Linked DNA regions of Mus musculus: region 2 is linked to region 1. A link is a contact called in public HiChIP or PLAC-seq data. All regions are on one chromosome and are shown on one strand. Each heading gives the region's core, a stretch centred on a gene start, on an enhancer-like site or on the middle of the called end of the contact. The rest is flanking DNA. Distances are from core to core; before and after follow the strand shown. Region 1 has its middle 17 kb from the start of Erbb3. Region 2 holds the start of Dgka (diacylglycerol kinase, alpha).

Region 1 (7,047 bases), core at 2,645-5,144:
TGTTGCTGCTCCCAGTGTTTATGGCACTGGGGATGGCTTCCAGTACTCCACCAACCGAGCCACGTCCCTTTGGCTGAATATTTCATACTCCAGGGCATAGAGTAGCTTCCTGTTTTTCACAGCTGACTGATATTTTGATTTTTTTTTTAGTTGTCAACGCTGAGATGACATTTTGTATAATACATACTACAAAATGGCAATTTCAAAAATTGTTAGAAATTCTATCCTAATCTTAAGCTAAAATTTAGTCAATGGTCATTTATTTACTTTGGAGACAGGATCTTACCATGTACTTTTGACTGACCTGGAATTTGCTATTTAGACCAGGCTGGTCTTCAATTCACAGAAAACTGACTGCCTTTGCTCCTGAGTGTTGGGGTTAAAGATAGATGCCTTCATACCTGATCTATCATTCAATGATCTATCTTTCTTTCTTTCTTTCTTTCTTTCTTTCTTTCTTTCTTTCTTTCTTTCTTTCTTTCTTTCTTCCTTCCTTCCTTCCTTCCTTCCTTCCTCTCTCTCTCTCTCTCTCTCTCTTTCTTTCTTTCAATAAAACTTAAGTCAACAACACAAATAACACTTTAAAAAAGCAAATGTCCGCCGGGCGTGGTGGCGCACGCCTTTAATCCCAGCACTCGGGAGGCAGAGGCAGGCGGATTTCTGAGTTCGAGGCCAGCCTGGTCTACAGAGTGAGTTCCAGGACAGCCAGGGCTACACAGAGAAACCCTGTCTCGAAAAAAAAAAAAAAAAAAAAAGCAAATGTCCTATGGGTATAGTGGTAAACACCTTTAATCCCAGCACCCAAGAAGAATAGGCATGAGTTTGAGGCTAGCCTGATCTACATAGTAAATTCCGGTTCAGCCAGGACGACAACAAAGCAAACATTCTAACATAATACACTCTATAGATGTGCTACTGTGGCCTGACGGCATGCACGGTAGTACACTAGCGTGCCATGTGTTCAAAAGCAAGACTACCGAGGCCCGTGATACAACACAGGCACATGTGGTCAGAAACACGTCAGATTCATTTCATGTTTGACTTTGAATTCGGTTTTGGAGTCTGCGTGTCCAGAAAACTTCTGCTGCCACCAAATGTCTTGCACACCCATACAATCACTTAGGTGTCCATAGGGGGTCTCCACTCACAGTCTAGGAAGCTATAGGTCAGTGTGGTGGTTCATGACTATAATGCAGCATTTGGGAAGTGGAGGCAGGGGGAATCAGGTGTTCAAGATCAGCCTGGCTTACTTGAAAAAGAGAGAAAATGGTGCAAAGAGAGAAAATGGTGGGAAGAGGAAGAAAAGAAAATGAAACTAAATGAAATTATGAGTCAGGCAAGCACTTTATGGCTGAGCTATATATCCTTAGCTTCCTTTTCCTCCTCTTCCTCTTCCTCTTCCTCCTCCTCCTCCTCCTCCCCCCTTCCTCCTCAGCCCTATCCTCCTCACCTTCTGTTTGTTTCGATAAGATCTGGACTCATTATAAGCCTTGGTCTGGAGCTTGCTAAATAGACCCAGACTGTCTTTAAGTTTGAAGCAATGTCCTTGGATTACTGGAGAGCAATACAATGCCTGCTTTCTGTCTCATCTTATTTCAGTTCCAGGAGATTACATCTGAACTCCACCTACCATTTTCCCCCACCCCCCACCCCCCAAAAAATTAAAAAATAAAAAATGAAGTGAACCTGGGTAGGGGAGCTGCCTTAAGAGATTCTAACTGAAAACAAAACAGGCTAGGGGTGTCACTCTGTCCATACAGTATTTACCCAGCATTCATAAGGACCTGATTTGATCTTCAGCATTATATGGTCTGGGCTTGTTGGCACATGCCTGTAATCCCAGCATTTAGGAGGCAGGAGGATCACAAGTTTGAGGCCAACTTGGGTCACACAGTGGATTTAAGGGTACACCTCCCAACCACATAACAAACTGTCTCAAAGAAATAAAAACAGGCCTTAGCCATGGGATTGCCCTGCCTCACATTTTCAGACCTGAGCATGATGGTCTTCAAGTGTCCTCTAAGGTCCCTTGTCTGGGTATGGGCTGCCCTCTTAACTCTGTGACAGGGAGGGACGAGAATAGCAAAACAGGCCTGGTAAAACACTGTCCTTGAGAAAAGCCAGAAGGGGAATGTTTCTCAGAGGTCACTGTTGTTTATCCCATAAGTTTTAAAACAACTACAGTGAGAAGGAGAACTGGGAAACAGCCTGGAGCAAAAGCTCAGCTCAGTCTGGAACCCTGCAGAGGCTTCCTGTCCTGCTGAGGATGTCCTGTGCAGCCAGCTTTTGTGGATGTTAAGAGCTGAATTTGATGTGTGTCTCTGTCTGTGACTGTCTTAGTCAGGGTTTCTATTCCTGCATAAAACACGCATCCCCAAGAAGCAACTTGGAGAGGAAAGGGTTTATTCTGCTTACACTTCCACATTGCTGTTCATCACCAAAGGAAGGCAGGACAGGAACTCACACAGGGCAGGAGCCTGGAGGCAGGAGCTGAAGCAGAGGCCATGGAGGGTGCTGCTTACTGGCTTGCTTCCCCTGGCTTGCTCAGCCTGCTTTCTTATAGAACCCAAGACCACCAGCCCAGGGATGGCACCACCCACAATGGGCTGGCCCCTCCTCCCCTTGATCACTAGTTGAGAAAATGCCTTACAGCAGGATCATGGAGGCATTTCCTCAAGGGGGGCTCCTTTCTCTGGGACAACTCCAGCTTGTGCTAAGTTGACACACAAAACCAGCCAGGACAGTGACTGTTTGTTCTTTTGCTTGAAAGCCTCACCAGAGAGGATACTCTGCTCTGCCCAGAAATTTCAGTGGGGAACTCCAATTGTTGCTTTAAAGGAGCTTCTGTCTGTCTGTCTGTCTGTCTACCTGCCTGCCTTGCCTACCTTCTTACTTACCTGCATACAGAAGCTGGCTTCTGTCTATGTATGTATGCTGGACATACATACATACACACAAGAAGGCAGAACACTCATGTGCATAAAAAAAAAAAATACATTGACCCAGGCAGTGGTGGCACATACCTTTAGTCCCAGCACTTGAGAGGCAGAGGCAGGTGGATTTCTGAGTTCAAGGTCAGCCTGGTCTATAGAGTGAGTTCCAGGACAGCCAGGGCAACACAGAAAAACCCTGCCTCAAACAAACAAGCAAACAAAAACAACAAACAAACAAACAACAACATTGAAAAATATTATTTTATCTTTTTTTTTTCAGAGCTGATGACTGAACCCAGGGCCTTGTGCTTGCTAGACAAGCACTCTACTGTTGAGCTAAATCCCCAACCCCCCAAAATATTTAAGAATATATTTTTGTACACACATGTACATGGAAGCTCTCCTTCTACTATGTGGGCTCTGGAATTGGCTCAGGTTGTCAGACTTGACAATGGGTGGCTTTGTGGAGCTGTCTCAGTTCTCCTCCCCTGCACACTGCAAATATCCCCCTCTCTCCCTCCCTCCCTCCCTCCCTCCCTCCCTCCCTCCCTCCATGGGATTACCTGTGCTTAGCACCCATCACTGCATTTCCTATTATATTCAATAAAGCTGTTAAAACATTAATCTTCTGAGAGGCGAGGACTGTTCAGGGCTAAACCCAGGACCTTACAAATGCTAAGCAAGTGCTTTACCACTGAGGTAATTCCAAACTTTGTTTTTGTTTTTTATTTTTTTGTTTTGTTTTGTATTTGTCTATAAGGGCACTGGCGATCAGACCCAGGGCCTCCTGCATGAGTAGGTGATCTCATTGAGCTATGTTCCAACCTGAAGTGCTGCTTTTGCTTGTTGTGAGTCAAGATCTCAGGCAGCACAGGCTGACCTTGAACGTTTGATGCATCCAAGGATGGAGAATGGCTGAACTCCTGATCCTGGTGCCTCCTCCCCCACCCACCACCCTGAGGGCTGGGTCCCAGTGCTATCAAATTGGGCTGCACACTTTTAAAAAATCAACTGTAGAGTTGGAGTAAGTGTGACATACCTAGAATTCCATTCTTGGGGGGTGGAGGCAGGAATTCATGGTCATTCTCAGCTAAAGGAGAGTCTGAGCCAGCCTGGGCTATTTGTGATTCTATCCAGCCTGTGATGCTATCTCAAAAAAAAGAAAAGAAAAAGAAAAAGAAAAGGAAAAAAGAAAGAAAGAAAGGAAGAAAGAGAGAGAGAGAGAGAGAGAGAGAGAGAAAGAGAGAGAGAGAGAGAGAGAGAAAGAAAGAAAGAAAGAAAGAAAGAAAGAAAGAAAGAAAGAAAGAAAGAAAGAAAGAAAGAAAGAAAGGTAGGTAGACGGGGGGGCTGGAGAGATGGCTCATCGGGTAAGAGCACTGACTACTCTTCTGAAAGTCCTGAGTTCAATTCCCAGCAACCACATGGTGGCTCACAACCATCTGTAAAGTGATCAGATGCCCCCTTCTGTTGTGTCTGAAGTAGCTACAATGTACTTATATACATAAAATAAATAATTCTTTAAAAAGAGGAAGACATATGGGGGAAGGACTTTTTTTTTCCGAGACAGGGTTAGTGAAGAGTAGCGAGGTGGAGCAAAACCAAACCAATTCTCAGTGCTCGTCTCCCACTGTCTGTGGGATCATATTTATACTCCTTCCTCAGCATTCTTTCACGTATCTGCTATAGCAAAACATCCTTTCACCTGTGCCTGCTTCAGGAAAACATTCTTTACCATGTCTGCTTTAGCAAGACAATCTTTTCACCTGTGTGCCCCAGCAAAACATCATTTGACATAATTGACTTTCCAAAACTAGACGTTTCCGCTTCAGAGAAGAAGGAACATGATCAAAATATATTGTATGGAAAGAAGTAGGGGGGTTTGTTTTGTTTGTTTTGAGACAGTGTCTCTCTGTTTAGCCTTGGCTCTCCTGGAACTCACCGTGCTGACCTCTAATTCATAGAGATCTCCTGCCTCTGGCCTCTAAGTGTTGGGATTAAAGATATTCAACACCATACCTGCCTATAAAATTTATTTTATTTTATTATTTTTATTTATTTATTTATTTAGTTTTTTTTTTCAAGACAGGGTTTCTCTGTGTAGCCCTGGCTGTCCTGGAACTCACTTTGTAGACCAGGCTGGCCTCGAACTCAGAAATCCTCCTGCCTCTGCCTCCCGAGTGCTGGGATGAAAGGCATGTGTCACCACCGCAGGGCCATAAAATTTATTAAATGGCAATATTTACAATAATTCAAAGATTGCTTGACTTTGTGTAGGTGTGGGTATGTCATGTACATGCATATGTGTATTTCTGTATGCACATGTATGTAGCCACCTTTCTGTATGCACCACCCACCGTGAGCTCATGTGTGTAGCCACCACTGATATTGAGATCTTCCTTGTATTTTGAGGCATTTCTTGCTGAACTCAAAGCTCACCAGTTTGGCTAGTCTGGTTAGATATTTTGCTTTTGGGGGTCTCCTATCTCTGTCTTTCTTTTCTTCTTCTTCTTCTCCTCCTTCTTCTCCTTCTTCTCCTCCTTCTCCTTTTCCTCCTTCTCTTTCTCCTCCTTCTCCTTCTCTTTCTCCTCCTTCTCCTTCTCTTTCTCCTCCTTCTCCTCCTCCTCCTCCTCCTCCTCCTTCTTCTTCTTTTTGGGGGGAGGGTTTGGTTTTTTTTTTTCGAGACAGGGTTTCTCTGTATAGTCCTGGCTGTCCTGGAACTCACTTTGTAGACCAGGCTGTCCTCGAACTCAGAAATCTGCCTGCCTCTGCCTCCTGAGTGCTGAGATTAAAGGCATGCGCCACCACACCTGGCTGAAAGTCTCTTTTTAAAAGAAAGAGAGAGAGAGAATCTCCTTTTGTCTTTTTACATGAATCCTGGGCACTGGATGGCAAGTCTACCTTCTGAACCGTCTTGCCAGCGCAAGGCTGTTCTAAGAACTAAATGTAACACATTCAGGACTGAAGGGATGGCTCAACAATTTTTTTTTCCATTTTTTATTAGGTATTTAGCTCATTTACATTTCCAATGCTATATCAAAAGTCCCCCATACCCACCCACCCCCACTCGGATGGCTCAACAATTAAGAGCACTTCTTGCTCTTGCTGAGGATTCAAATTCAGCACACTGTCTCTGATTCCAGTTTCAGGGGATCTGACGCTCTCTTCTGGCCTCCAAGGGCACTGCACATTTGCTGTTCACATACATACAGGTAAAACATTCATACACATAACTTTTAAAAATTGAATATTTAAAACAAAATATAAATAATATTACTTAAAAGATATATTTATAGGGCTGGAGAGATGGCTCAGCGGTTAAGAGCACTGACTGATCTTCCAGAGGTCCTGAGGTCAGTTTTCAGTAACCACTTGTGGCTCACAACCATGTAATGGGATCCTATGCCCTTTTCTGGTGTGTTTGAAGACAGTGACAGTGTACTCATATACATTAAATAAATACATAAATAAATATTAAAAACAAAACAAAAGAGAATATATTTATAAAAAACAATTAAATGGAGCCAGGCATGGTGGCGGACGCCTTTAATCCCAGCACTCGAGAGGCAGAGGCAGGCGGATTTCTGAGTTCGAGGCCAGTCTGGTCTACAGAGTGAGTTCCAGGACAGCCAGGGCTACACAGAGAAACCCTGTCTCAACCCCCTCCCCCTCAAAAAAACCCAAAAAACAAACAAACAAACAAAAACAAAAACCAAAAAAGAAAAAAAAAACAAGTAAATGACTTTGTATAGGATCACAGGGGAAAAAAAAAATCACAGGATTCCAGGCAGTGGTGGCTCATACCTTTAATCCCAGCACTCAGAGGCAGAGGCAGGCAGATCTCCAGTATGGGGCCAGTCTGATGTACACAACAAATTAATAGGACAGTTAAAGAGCTACATAGTGAGACATCGTTTCAAAAAGTGGGGGTGGGGGGCGGGTGTGGTGGCGCATGCCTTTAATTCCAGCACTCGGGAGGCAGAAGCAGGCAGATTTCTGAGTTCGAGGCCAGCCTGGTCTACAAAGTGAGTTCCAGTACAGCCAGGGCTACACAGAGAAACCCTGTCTCAAAAAACAAAACAAAACAAATCAAAAAACGGGGGGGGGGGGAGGATCT
Region 2 (7,047 bases), core at 2,937-5,436, 140 kb after region 1:
TTGCTGCACAATCCTGGCGACCTTAGTTGCATCTCCAGAACATAGAAGGGTAAGAGTATGAGGGCTGGAGAGAGATGGCTCATTGATGAAGACCACTGGTTATTCTTCCAGAGCTCCTGAGTTCAATTCCCAGCAACCATCTATAATGGGATCTGATGCCCTCTTCTGGCATGTATCATATATACACTCAGAATATTCATATATAAGTAAGTAAAAATTAAAAAAAAAACAAAAAAAAAAAAACCTAAAAACACGAGCTGGGTTGTGGTGGCTCACACCTTTAATCCTAGCATACGGGAGGAGGCAGAAACAGAGGGATCTTTGTGAGTTTAAAGACAGCCTGATCTAGAGCAAGTTCCAGGACAGACTGAAACTCTGTAAAGGGGGATGGGGGAGAGGAGGAGGAGGAAGAAGAGGAAGAGGAGGAAGAGAAAGAAAAAGGTAAGAATGAACCAACTCTACAGAGTTGTTTTCTGACCAACACACTTATTTATACTACTGTGGTATATGTGTGTGCACGTGCACACCCATACACACTAAAAATAAACAAAACTTTATAAAAAAGAAAAAAAAAAAAAGAAGAGGAAGAGAGGAGAAGGAAGATACAGCTGAAGCTCAAGGAAGTCATGGGCTGGGAGAGCCCAAGACAACTGATAAGCCGGGGAGTGAGGCTCCAGCCCCAGCACACAGCTCCACTCTCCCTGCCACATGCTGCCCTCCTGTTCACAAGTATGCTGAGGTTTTACCTGACTACACCATGGTCCCTGCTGTGCTGGCTGCTTAGGACATTTCCCCTACTCCTCTTGTCTCAACTAAAAGACCAGCTCCTTCATGAGAACTTCCTTGATGTTGGATCCTGTTTGTTTGTTTGTTTGTTTGTTTGTTTTACTTTGAGGCAGGGTCTCACTAGCTCAAGCTGGCTTGAAACTCATGTAAATCTTCTCCCTCCATCTCGCTACTTTTCTTGTTCTACCTCAATGTGGTTTCCCTGTCAAATCACCAGTAGAAATTTTTATCCCTTCCTTAAGTGTTTGTATTTGACCAAGACCTTGGTTCCACAGAGGCAGGACCTTACCAGTCCTCTTTCTACTCTTTCCTCAGTACCTAAAACAGGATTCAGCATCGACTGGATTCTTTTTTTTTTTTTTTTTTTTTTTTTTTAAAGATTTATTTATTATTATATGTAAGTACATTGTAGCTGTCTTCAGACACACCAGAAGAGGGAGTCAGATCTTGTTACGGATGGTTGTGAGCCACCATGTGGTTGCTGGGATTTGAACTCTGGACCTTTGGAAGAGCAGTCGGGTGCTCTCACCCACTAAGCCATCTCACCAGCCCGACTGGATTCTTAATATGGGTTGTACAAAAGGTTCTATAAACTTTGGTAGTCGTTTTTGGCGGGGTCAATTAGTCCAAGTTTGGATGAATAGCATGCCACTGAGTGTCCACTTGGCAGTCAGGAAAGTATGAGATAACGTGGAGGGAACATAGTAGGTACTAAGTAACATCTGTGTTCCAAAGGCTCTCTGAGAAGATTTGAAAATGACCTTTTAGGACAATGACACCTAAGAAAAGGACTTTGCCTTTCTGGACTTCATCAGTGACTATAACCCATCCTTTGCTGCCAACAGAGCTAGTGAATATATAAGAGTCTTATGATACATAATAATACATAAGAACTTGAACAGCTTAGTTAGCATCTCTGAGTATTGCTGGGGAATTTTAGATGATTCCAAAGTTCTGGGAAATGGAGACTGAGGAAAAAAACAAATAAGGAACCAAGAAAAGAGAGAGGCCAAGGCACCTCTCTGGTCATTCTTCACAATGACACGAGTCCTTCCTGTCCCTTCTTTGACTCTCCAGATCTCACACCTGGGAGAGGCAATATATAATGGAAACTGAGAACTTTTTTGCTTTTATTGTTTGTTTTTGAGCCAGAGTCTCACTATGCAGCTCTTGTTACAGCTGGGATTACAGGCATCTGCAGCCACACCCTGCTTGAGAATGGACCTTTGAATTAGGTGCAAGCTGGAATCTCAGCTCTTGGATGAGTCCTTTTACTCACTGAACCACATTAAAAATGTTAAAGCTGGGAATCAAACTCAGGGACTTAAGATCTCAAGCATGTCAGGTTATCCTCAGTAGTGCATAGCTACTGATCTATATACACTAGCCCAATCTTATCAATAAACAGGTACCTAGTCGGTCACAAAGTGGGTTTTTAAGTAAGTTTATATAGCAATTATGCATAGTGAAATGTGTGATACAGAATGAGAATTCAATAAACATCAACCAATATTATATAAGGTGACACACAAAAATAGTCTTATGTCTGGTGAAGCGTGGTAATATAGACAATTCCGGCTACTCAGGAGACTCGGATAAGGGGGTGGGATGCTTAAGGCCTGCCTAGGCTACAAAGTAAGTTTAAGGACAGCATGGGAAACTTTGGTTAGACCCTGTCCCCCTACACACCCACAAAGTGAGAAAAAGAAACACATTTGGATATTAGGATAAATGGTACTTTTAAGCCAAGAACTCACAAATTCTAGTGACTTCTATCCGTAGCAAGGCTCAACTATGTACCTTCCACTTAAAATACAAATACTTATGTCAGGTACAGACATGTAGTAGCATCAAGATGGTGAATTTGCCTCTGAGAAAATGAGGAGGTGGCTGGAAACTATAGAGTTAGGAACATCTGTGGGTTGGGACCCTGGACATAGGGGTTTCTAGGGATCTAGTCAGATGCCCTGACTTCTGTCAGAGAGTATAAATTGGCTGCCCCTGGACCTGACCGAGAGCAAACTACAGGATCCTGGGATCTTAAAGACCTGGAACAAGTCCAAAGTCTTCTAGCTTCATCCCAACCCTGAGGCTATAACCTGGGCTAGTCCAGACAGATGCAGGGCTGGAAGGGTGGTGTCTGTAGTCCTACCCCCAGCTATTTGTGACTCACGCTCCCCCTCCCCCCAACCCCACCCCGGGTTTCCCTCACCTCTACCAACTTAGGGTGAGACCAGAGAAACTGACTTGGAGGGGAGGGAAAGAATCCTACAACATTCTGGGCTTAGGATCCCAGTCAAGACTCTTAGACAACCTGTTCAAATTACGTCCACCAAATCTTGGCGCCTCTCCTTCTTCAGATCTAACTTTAAACACTGAATACTAAAATTGCAGCTATCAAAGAGATAAGGTTTCCACTAACACTTAACGTTTCCTTTCACTTCATTACCCGCTTTCAAATTCATCATTACTCAAGAATTAGCGTGTTTCTAGGACGTTCAGGATGCCCCAGCAAGAGACTTCACAGAGCAGGTACTCCTAGCTTTAGAACCAAGCCTAATGAGCTGGACTAACCACATCAGGCATCCCTTTTTCCCAGGGTTGAGGGTCCGTTCTTTCCTTCCCATCCCTGCTACTAGTCAGAGAGGTTGTTTTTTGTTTTGTTTTTGTCTTGAAGCATCAGAATTCATTAAATCGCCATAAACATCAGGGATAATTGTGTTGCCTGGATAAGGGGGTGGCACACTATGTTCCTGTACGGAGGGTGTCGTAGCTACTAGTACAGGAGGAAGTTACGATGTTGGCATAGTTGGGGGATGTGGGCTTGTATTTTTTGAGGCTGTAGAGATGACCAATAATATTTACTTTTCTGCCTCGGTAGTCAGGTTCATTTCTTATTTAAATCTGAAAAGTGGCTTCCCACCCAGTTTTTCCAGAAAACTCCCCGTGACAGGTGTGGAAAGGATCGGAGGCCAAAGAAGAACCCTTCTTCACCCGTGTGGCACCTTGGGTTTTCAAAAGGCACCTTTCTTCCGAGTTCCCAGGAGCTGAGCTTCCCAGCTCTCCGAGTGAGCAAGAGGGATAAGGGTGGAGGAAAGGTCTGGGGGAAACGCAGCTTACCCCGGTCTTGCGTCTTGCGCAGCGCTACGGCAGTCCCGGAGTCCCAGCGCAAACCCTTCCAGCAGCAGCTTCCAGCTGTCAACGCTTCCTTCTCTGGACGCCGCAGCCCTCACCCAGTCGGTGGGGCGGCCCCTTCCGCTGCCCTTTTGGCCGGGTGCGAGAGTGTGCGAGTGGCACGGGGCTCGCGGGGGCTCTACCTTGACCCAAGAGAGCGCACGGTCAGAGCAGGGGCGCCGGAGCCCGAGCTGGACAGGAGGGGACGGGTTAGGAAGACGCGGCCGCTGCGGGGCCGCCCAGCTCCTGACGACACACTGCCCGCCCCCGACCCAGCCTGCCCTCCTGCCGCGCCCAAGCCCACCGCTGTTGCCAGCTTTCCAACACAATCTGCTCCGGGCCTTCAGAGTATCTCCAGGGCTCTGGTTTGTGCCACTTTCTCCACTCCTACGCTTCTGTCTTCCCATGCCTGGGGCAGCTCTACTTCTATCTTTCTTTTCTAATTAGTCAAAGCCTCTCCCATCATCCCTTCCCAGGAAAGCCAAGGTAGGGGTCAGGGTGCTGATTGGAACCACCCAGCGACTGGTCAGCAATTGGCCGGCCCTCCAATCTCCAAATCATCACTTTGGACGCGCCTGCCCAAGTCAATGATTCCACATTCAGGAGAACCCAGAGAGGCAAGGCCAGAGTTCCACAATTCACACACAACCCTAGACCTAGGTGCATTTCCTTCTCCACATGGCTTCACATTGCTTGACCCTGCCTGAGATAATTGCCCACCTCTCCTCCGAGTTCCTCAGCTCCGCCTCGGACTTGTCTATGCACAGCCTTTTCTCTCAAAATCCATATCCTTTCCTTAAGACTAGGGTGGAGATTTAGGTGCATAAAACAACGTTTGACTGTGTTCACCTTTTCTTCATACCCAACCCTAGCACTTTACCCTCTGGCCTTGGCAGATGGCACAGAAGTCGTTGGGCAAAGGTAGAGTCTGAAGGCAGAGCCTTTCAGTTCCTCCTACCTGTTATTGGAGCTGTCAGGACTCTTGAAGCAGCATGGTTGGTGTGAGGCTGAACGGAAAGGAGACCAATGAGTGGGGATTTACTGGTAGGGACTGGGGACCCAGGCATCCTGCATCCCCCGCCCCGCCCCAAACCCACGACTAACTCCCTCCTACCCTTCTCTGAAGTAGGAGCAGCACAACAAAGCCTTGTGTTCTTGGAATTGTATCCTCTTACAGCTGGGAATAGAAAGGAGTGGGAGAGCAGACTGCTTGTTGGAAATGTGTGTATATATTCGGGTCCAGTGAGGGTCAGAGAGAGAGAGAGAAGAAAAAAAAAGAAGAGAAAGGAAAAGAAAAGAAAAAAAAAAAACCGAAAGAAACAAAAGGCCCTCTAGTGGAAACAGAAGTAAGTAGTCTTCAAGTATTTGGAGACAAAGCTGTTGAAGCAACTCTCTAGAGTAGTGGGGTTTGCTGCTGCTGTTGTTATTTAAACTTTAGATTCAGATCGGGAGTCGGAGAGTGACCTGTCTCTGTTCTGCTGTCCTTTTCAGGTTTGTTCTGGTTTGCTTGCATCCTGACCCTTCACTGCTTTGTTTTTGTTTTCATTTTTCCTCTTCCTCCTCCATCACTGTCACCACCATGCTGCAGATGAGCTTCAGTGCCTGGAACGTGCTTCTCCGGTGCTGCACCACGGATCTATACCGCTACCCCACACCCTTCTTCTTAACAGTATATGCGTCACCGTTAGCAAAGTCTATCTCCCCTTCCTACATCGCCTCCTTACTCACAGTCCAACAAACGATTTTTTTCCTGAGACAAGATTTTAGTATGTACATAGCCTAGGCTGGCAGTGAAATTGCCATCCTGGTTCAACCTCTCAAGAGCTGGGTTTACCGGGTTTATTGGTGTGTGCCACTCCTGCTATCAACAGACACTTTTGAAGGTCTCTTTATACCTGATCTTGTTCTTAGTTCTTTCTGTAGGATAAGCAAAAACACAAACTGAAGCAAGTGCCTAGATGTCTGTAAAGCTTCCTAGCTCTTGATCACCGTAAACAAAGATTCTGTTTAAATAACACTTGTGTCCCAAACTACTCTTCGAATCAGTTCTTGCATAAAGTCAAAGACTCTCCTACATTAAACAAGCCATAGGTTGGAATATGATTTTTCCAATAAGGAATATGAAGAGAAACTCAGACTTTTATTTTATTTCGGTTTTTCAAGACAGGATTTCGATGTGTCGCCCTGGCTGTCCTGGAACTTACTCTGTAGACCAGGTGGGCCTCGAACTCGAACTCAGAAATCCGCCTGCCTCTGCCTCCCAAGTGCTGGGATTAAAGGGTGTGCCACTGCCTGGCAGGAGCTCAGAGTTACTGTAACATCTTTGTACCTTATTTTGGATCTGTGTTTCGCCATATTCTCAGGTCAGTTGTTGGTGGGGGTGGTGGAAGAAAAGCAAAGAACCATCTACGGAAGAGGTGTTTGATGTCTATAGTTCCAGGTGCTCATCTCTTTAATCAACCACATCATACAAGTCAGAAAGAAAGAAACCACAGTGAACAAAGGGAAAGGAAAAAACAAGCCTGTTTTCCCAGCCTCTTCTTCCTCTGGGTGGGGTTATACATCCGGGGCCCAGGGCTGGGTCCAGGGCCAGTCTACTGAACAGACAATTGAGTTTCACTTCCTGCCAACCTGCAGAGATGGGGGCAGGATGTCTGAGGGGTACAGTGATGGGGAGTGTCCAGAGATTAAAGAGTAAACAGGTCACACTAGTATTTCCCCTCACTGAGCAGGTCCGTGGAGAGCTTTAGAGACCACTCTTGAAAGAGTTCAAGTCATGCACCTCACTAATTTTCAGAGGCACTGTTCCATATTCTCATCTCCTTCTCCTCTTTGAGGAAAGGGTACTAGATAGACAGGACTTAAGTGCAATTGATGAACAAACAGATACGGGCTGGTAGGCTTGGGCCAGAATGGTTGCCTGACTTAATGCTAGCTACACTCTAGGTTCCACTCCCCAGCATCCCTCCCTCCACCATACCCAAATGCAGGAGGAAGCAAAGGCATAGGTGAGGGATTATCACACACACAAAGTGAGGGATTAGAAGTATACATGTAGCCGGGCCGTGGTGGTGTACACCTTTAATC

What was found. HiChIP or PLAC-seq counts read pairs in DNA pulled down with a chosen protein or histone mark.
Region 2: a contact with region 1 is called in an H3K27ac HiChIP or PLAC-seq map of embryonic stem cells, with 8 read pairs. The contact joins the promoter of Dgka here to the enhancer-like site in region 1. A contact is called at or near these places in 9 of 39 promoter capture datasets (the 3T3-L1 cell line, the C10 cell line, the HPC-7 cell line and 6 more), 4 of 484 Hi-C or Micro-C datasets (the G1E-ER4 cell line, Th1 cells and embryonic stem cells), 6 of 115 datasets of contacts at active chromatin or transcription factors (the 230-238 cell line, the HPC-7 cell line, the SCID.adh cell line and 1 more) and 3 of 9 other capture datasets (adipose tissue, liver and pancreatic islet).

The regions. Positions count from the first base shown.
Region 1 is chr10:128,602,802-128,609,848 of GRCm38.p6, forward strand. No RefSeq gene overlaps it. Among named protein-coding and RNA genes, the nearest start is that of Erbb3, 17 kb to the left of the region's middle. Within about 2 kb of position 3,895, at least 17 of the 459 cell types and tissues checked have an H3K27ac peak or open chromatin away from gene starts, as enhancers often do. A contact at or near this core is called in embryonic stem cells, where this site is marked.
Region 2 is chr10:128,739,890-128,746,936 of GRCm38.p6, forward strand. It overlaps Dgka (diacylglycerol kinase, alpha), which reads right to left and starts at 4,187. Exons shown (of 24, transcript NM_016811.3): 1 at 3,907-4,187. It overlaps Gm31504 (predicted gene, 31504), which reads left to right and starts at 5,058. Exons shown (of 2, transcript NR_168573.1): 1 at 5,058-5,306; 2 at 5,452-5,993.